Linked DNA regions of Mus musculus: region 2 is linked to region 1. Evidence: chromatin contacts called from public HiChIP or PLAC-seq data. All regions are on one chromosome and are shown on one strand. Each heading gives the region's core, a stretch centred on a gene start, on an enhancer-like site or on the middle of the called end of the contact. The rest is flanking DNA. Distances are from core to core; before and after follow the strand shown. Region 1 has its middle 10 kb from the start of Gm13001. Region 2 holds the start of Wnt4 (wingless-type MMTV integration site family, member 4).

Region 1 (2,984 bases), core at 254-2,753:
AAGGCCAGAATGGCAGAGCTTGGTAAGAAAATGATTTAAAAAAAAAAAAAAGCTGGGGCCAGGGAGATGGCCCAGTCAGTGAACCGTCTCCTGTGTGGCTTGAGGACCTGAGTTCAATTCCCCGGCATCCATGTAAAAATCGAAGCATGGCAATAAGCGCCGTAGAGCTCTCTAGCCAATCCAGCGGAACTCTTAACACAGTCCAGATGAGTTCTGTGGTAAGTGAGAGACCTGGACTCAAAGAGCAGAGTGGAGTGCAATAGAGGTCCTCTGTCCTACACACCAGTCCCTCTCCCCGGGGCCTCCCCTCACACACACACACACACACACACACACACACACACCACTCACATACATTCATAAATACGCACACTCATACACACTCACAGTCATACACACACAACACATACAAACACACACACCACTCACACACTCATTTATACTCATTTACACACACACTCATACACTCATACACATCACATTCATACTACACTCACACATACCACACTCTCACACACACACGCATATACATACCACACACATTCACATACACTACGCTTACACACACTCATAAGCACTCATACACTTACACACACATTCATGTACCACATACACACTACAGACTATTCACACACTCATATACATCACACATACATACACACACATCACACACACACGTTTTTTCTCTCTCTTTCTCTCTCTCTCTCTCTCTCTCTCTCTCTCTCTCTCTCTCTCTCACACACATACACACCACATGCTGACTTGAATAATGATTTAGGCCCTGTGGGTTTGGGAAGGCTCCCCCATGGCTTCATCTCTAAGGCATCATCTCTGAGGCTCCCCTGCAGGTATTCATATGTGCACACAAAGGGAGATATGAGGCCATGCATGCTGTGGCTCCCAGGCTCAGATGTTCTGTGTTGGCTGGGTGAATCTCCTGCCCTCTGAGGACCACTGTGCCCTTGCAGGGTGAGCATAGGTCCGGGTGGAGGTCTGTGGGTGCAGGCAGGAGGCTACGGCCTCACCACCTCTGCTCTCCTGGGCTGGGAACTGTGCCTGTCCCTGCTGCCTGCTTCGGTAACCTATCCCTCCTTTCGCCTCTTCCCCTTGACACCCTGCTCCTCTCCTCTGTCCCTTTGTCCTTCAGTGTCTCCCTCCTCTCTGTCTCATCTGTTGCAACCTCGGCTGCAGCCTCTTACTGAGTCTCACTATTCTCCATCTTTGCCTTTCCCAAACACCTGCCCACTTGGCCTCTCCCACCCTCTCCTCCTCTCGGCTTTCTTCCTTCCCGGTCTGTCTGTCTGTCCAGTGGCATCATCTCTTTCTCTTCACCTGCCTGTCCTCCCTTGCTTGCCAGCCCTGTCTGTCCCCATCACCCTCTTTGTCTCCCTCAGCTTTCCGGGAAGGCGGTGGTGATTTATGAGCTGTGGACAGGGCCAGCTGTGGGTGCGGGAGGCCCCCGATTAAGGTTTCCCGGAGGAAGCTGCCTGCTTGCGATGGCAGGGTGACAGCGTTTACAGAGCGGGCCCCGGCTCAGAGCACGCCTGTCAGCCCGAGACAGATGGAGTGCTGGAGAAGGCCCGTTACTTCATTCACACCTCTTCGGGCAAACAATAAAACACTTACCACAGCCTTGACATGGGCAGAGGCCTCGCAAGAACATTCCCAGTCGGGCCCAGGGGCCAGAGCTTGGGTAGTAGGGACAGGTGGTCCCAGGACTCCAAGCCACAAGCAAGCCCAAAGCCCCGCAACCTGGCTCTTGCTTGAACTCTGAGTCTGTGACTGGGTCAGCTGCTTCTTTCTCTGGGCCTCAGTTTCCTCGTCTAGGAAGTGAGATGTGGGGAAGGGAAAGGCACATATAGACTGGAGAGGGCCACAGAAAGTTAGCATGGGCAGGAGGTGGACATGATATCCAGGCTATCACTGTAGGTGGAAAGAGCCTACTCGGAGATCCAGACTGTGCCTTGGAAAGAGGATGTCTGATCCAAGGTGGCCATGAATAGGAAGGTCTCCACCATCTTCCAGGGAACCCTTTCCTTAGACACTCAGTTCTTCAAACAGCCATTTACGGGGTGTAGGGACACATCATACAAGACTGAACAAGCTCACCTGGACAAGAGAGGACAATAGAAGTCAATGCATGCCGCCAGGCCTGCGGTCAGAAGGTGTGGGCTGCAGACAGTTCTCTCACACAGGGAAAAACCGGATTCCCTACCTCCTCAAACCCCAGGGTTCTCATCTGTGAGATGGGGCCGATGCTGCTTGCTTTTAAGGGTGGCTGTGAAGGTTCTCTATCAGAGAGGATTCAGATACCGTGGTCAATGATCTAGTAAAGACCCTACTGTGTACACACATAGCTGAGGCTCCCAAGGGGGGTTTTGTGGAGACCTGTTTCAGAAGCTTACAGAGCTGGGGGCTTCAGCCTGGGAGGTTGGGGTGAGAAAATGCAGTGTGTGGGGGTGGTCAGGGTCGGGGGACCTCTGCCTGCTGCACAGCTTTTCTGAGGGGCACAGCTCTTCCCAAGGTTCTTCACCTTCAGGCCTGTTCACAGGCCTGTGACCAAGGCTACCACAAGAAGAAGCTCGCTCCTGCAGTGTCAACCAGGAACTGAGGCCCCCCTCTTCCCTCAGCTCACCCTGGCCTACCTTCAGTGCCCCTTCCCTTTCCCCAGCTCTGCTAGCTGAGGTACAAAACAGAGTGCTTGCTGGCCACTGAAGATGAGGTCAAGGGACCAGGAATCCTCCACCCGCTGCTGGGTCACAGGGCACAGCCAGTAAGTATGACAAGGACCTGGCCCCCAGGGGACTGGGTAAGCTAGCCCAAGGGCAAGATCCCATAACACAGGAGCGTGTCTTGCCTTCAACATAAGGATTCCAGGAGGGGTAACCGACCCCAATTCACCCACATCCTGGGGAGGGGGGCCTTCAGGAAGCCATAGGTATGATTTGGGGTCTTTCTCCCATCTGAAAGGTACCACTGAGGCC
Region 2 (3,150 bases), core at 487-2,986, 150 kb after region 1:
CACAAAATAATCTGTAAAGGGCAAGAAAGGCAGAAGTGGGAAAAGGTGAGAGTCAGGACCAGGCACCAGGGTCACTCTCTGTGCACTTCATTGCTGCACCATGCATATGCGGGACCCAGGCAGTGTGAGAAGCTCACACTCAGAGCAGTTCTGCATGTTATTATGAAAGCGTGTTTTTTTGAGAGCTGGCTAGGACATATTTTATTCCTCGTTTTGTTAGCTTGATTTATCACCTGCAAATATTTAGACATGTGGTACATGAACTCACATCTGCACTTTTGCCGGGGCTCCACGGATCCCTACCACCTTCTGCTCAGCCTCCATGCCAAACGCTTATCAAGTCTCTCCTGGGTTAACCCAGACAACTGGAGTCAAACGTGGCCATGGTGGGGGTGGGCAGCCAAACTCACATAGAGAAAACAGTTGGTTCTGGAAGGGCAGAGGCCAGGTCATTTTCTCTCCCCCTTGCTTTTAGTGAGATTGAGTAGGGTCTCTGGGCTTTCGTGTCCTGTTTAGACAGAGTTCCTCTAGCTCAGTGGGATGTAGCCTCAGGCAGGGCCAGAGTCTGGGCTCTATCAGTGACCTGGAGAGGGTGTGGCCCAGCCATGGCAAGTAACTATTAACACGGAATTGAGCTTCAGCACCAGCCAGGCATGGGTTTTTAAGCAATATCTCCACTCCATTCATTCACTCCACAAACGTGTCACCCACCCACTCTGTGCCAGACACCAAGCTAAGGGTTGAATCTGCCTGACGTGGGAGAAGTAATAAAAGAATCGAACAGAAACCCAAGCAGACAGCAAAGATTGGTTCCTGTGCTAAAAGGAAGCCTCCACAGCCTTCCAGTTCCTAAGCAGAAGGTCTACACAGAAAGGCAAGGGGTTCGCTCAAAACCTCGCTGCCTGGAGCGCGCCAGAACTCAGGGCGATCCAGAAGCGAGGTTTCGGATTCCCGGAGTCTCAGGCCACTGTCCCAAGCTGCCCGAAGTAGAGAGGCCCCTGTCCAGCTCCGGGAAGGCTGGAGGGAGGTGAGTGCTAGGGAGGGGCCGGACCACAGAACGCGGGGGCCTGAGGGCGGGGAGGGGTCCGGTGGGGACAGCCGGGCGGCACCCCAGCCTGGTGCGCCCTGAGCGCGAGCGACTGGGTGCGCGCGAGTAGCAGCCGCTCTCGCTCCGGTGGCTCCGCCGGGGTCGGCCGGGGATCCCGGCTCCCAGGCGCCGGCGGGGGGCCGCGGGGCGCGGCCAGGGCGGCGCTGCAGTGCCCGCAGCGGCGGGCTGGGGGAGCTGTGCCCGCTCGTCCCTAAGGCCCCGGGCGGGGACCCAGCAGCTGGGTCGCCGCGCCTCTAGCTCGGCCCAACTGGGCGGCGTGCGGCCAAGCGTGCCTGCAGCAGCGGGGCTGAGGCTCCGAGCGCGTCCGGGCGCCGGGCCGGGGAGGCCCCCCAGGAGAAGCCCAGTCCCGCGGGCTCAGGACCGCCCCCGTGGGGGGGGGGTTGTCCCACGCCGCTGGACCCGCCCAGGTAACCCCATCCTCGGCCCGCCCCCGGCCCGCCCCGCCGGCCGCCCGCCCGCCTCCGCCGCCACCGCCGCATCCCGGCTCTGGGGCGGCGCTGACAGTCGGGTCCGCCGGGCAGCGGGCGCAGCAGCGGGCGGCGCGGCCGGCTGCTCGGAGGCTGAGCCCCGCCGCGCGCCCCGGCCCGGCGCCCCAGCCCGTCCGCGCGGCGCCCACCTGCCGCCCCGACGGGAGCCTTGCGGCCGCTGCCCCGGGCTGGGCGCGCACGGCACCATGAGCCCCCGTTCGTGCCTGCGGTCCCTGCGACTCCTCGTCTTCGCCGTGTTCTCGGCCGCCGCGAGCAATTGGCTGTAAGTCGGGCCGGGGACCGGGCGGGCGGGGCGGGTCCCGGGGCCACAGGCGCAGGGGGCTCCCGGCAGGTGTCTCAGCCGTGGGACCCGAGGATCGCGCTCCCGCCGGTTCCTCCTGCCGGCCACCACCACTGTCCGGTCTTCCCTCTGGAGGTCCCGGGACCCCTGCTGCCCCAGTCCGGCTCGGGGTAGCAGGGCTGGCAGTGCGTCTGCACCGGGAGGCTCCTTTGGGTGCTCGAGGGCGCGCGGGGGTGCGAGCGCGGGGCGGTGGCCCGGGAACGGAGCGAGGCGCAAACCGGCGGGCTGACAGGTCTCCGAGGGAAAGCGTCCCGAGCATAATAGCAGGTTAACCGCGAGGAGTCTGGGCGCGAGCTCCTCGCGCTGCGCTGCGCCGCGCCGCGCTGCGGGCTGAGCTGGAGGCGTGCAGAGACCTGTTTCTGCTTGGGGGGCGGGAGCCAAACATAGAAGTCCAGGACCGGGGCGCCGAGCCTCTGAGAGCCCGCAGGCTGGCTCTGGCTGCTCCTCGCTGTTCCCTGAGGCAGGAAGAAACTTCTCCCAACCTTTAATAAAGAAGGCGACAACCCCCATCCACCTCTAAGGGTCTTGCCTAAGAAGGAAGGGGGTGGTAACCACTGGTGACCTGTGTGTCTCTCCCTGACTGGGTCTGCGCTCGGGAGGATCCCTGGGAAGGCGAGCTAAAGAGCTAGTGACTAAGAGAACAAGGAACCAGCTTTTAGACTCCTTCATCCCTCCTCAGTGGCACTTCCTATGGCCCAGGCTTAACCCTGGCCCCAACTTCTCCTGCCCAGAGCTCTGCAGCCTTCCACTGTGGGCAGCCAGTGGGGAGCCAAGCTCCTGTATTGATCTGAAAAGCATGAGGTGGGAAGGGGGGATAGCCAACAGTGTAGCTGGGGTTTCCATGGAGACAGTGGGAAAGGAAAAATTCTCTCTGCATCAAGACCAAAGAACAAATATCTCCCATGAAATTGCCCTGAGTGTCCAATGGCTGTTGCTATGAGGTCATTGTGGCCAGCCAGGGCCCTGGAGACTGGAAAGGAGTGTGTTCGTTGGGGTCAGAGCCACCCAGAGCTTGGGAGACTGAGGTGATGTGGAATTCTCCCAGCTGTTCCGAGAGCTCGCAATTCCTCTGAGGCCCAAAGTGGCTGCATTGTTTTTCCTGGATTCTTAATTTGATTAACACTTCAGGGGCAGTGGCAGAGTGGACAGAAACCAGGGCACAGCCACCGTCCCCTCCCCTCCCGCCCCCCACTTCTTGCAGAATGCTCCCTCCC

What was found. HiChIP or PLAC-seq counts read pairs in DNA pulled down with a chosen protein or histone mark.
Region 2: an H3K4me3 HiChIP or PLAC-seq map of embryonic limb bud shows a contact between it and region 1, with 6 times the contacts expected there. The contact joins the promoter of Wnt4 here to the enhancer-like site in region 1. A contact is called at or near these places in 16 of 39 promoter capture datasets (3T3-L1-derived adipocytes, the C10 cell line, the HPC-7 cell line and 10 more), 2 of 484 Hi-C or Micro-C datasets (embryonic fibroblasts and uterus) and 16 of 115 datasets of contacts at active chromatin or transcription factors (craniofacial prominence, embryonic basal ganglia, embryonic forebrain and 10 more).

The regions. Positions count from the first base shown.
Region 1 is chr4:137,126,853-137,129,836 of GRCm38.p6, forward strand. No RefSeq gene overlaps it. Among named protein-coding and RNA genes, the nearest start is that of Gm13001, 10 kb to the left of the region's middle. Within about 2 kb of position 1,504, at least 27 of the 459 cell types and tissues checked have an H3K27ac peak or open chromatin away from gene starts, as enhancers often do. A contact at or near this core is called in embryonic forebrain and embryonic limb bud, where this site is marked.
Region 2 is chr4:137,275,899-137,279,048 of GRCm38.p6, forward strand. Wnt4 (wingless-type MMTV integration site family, member 4) reads left to right here and starts at 1,737. Exons shown (of 5, transcript NM_009523.2): 1 at 1,737-1,858. The coding sequence starts at 1,782.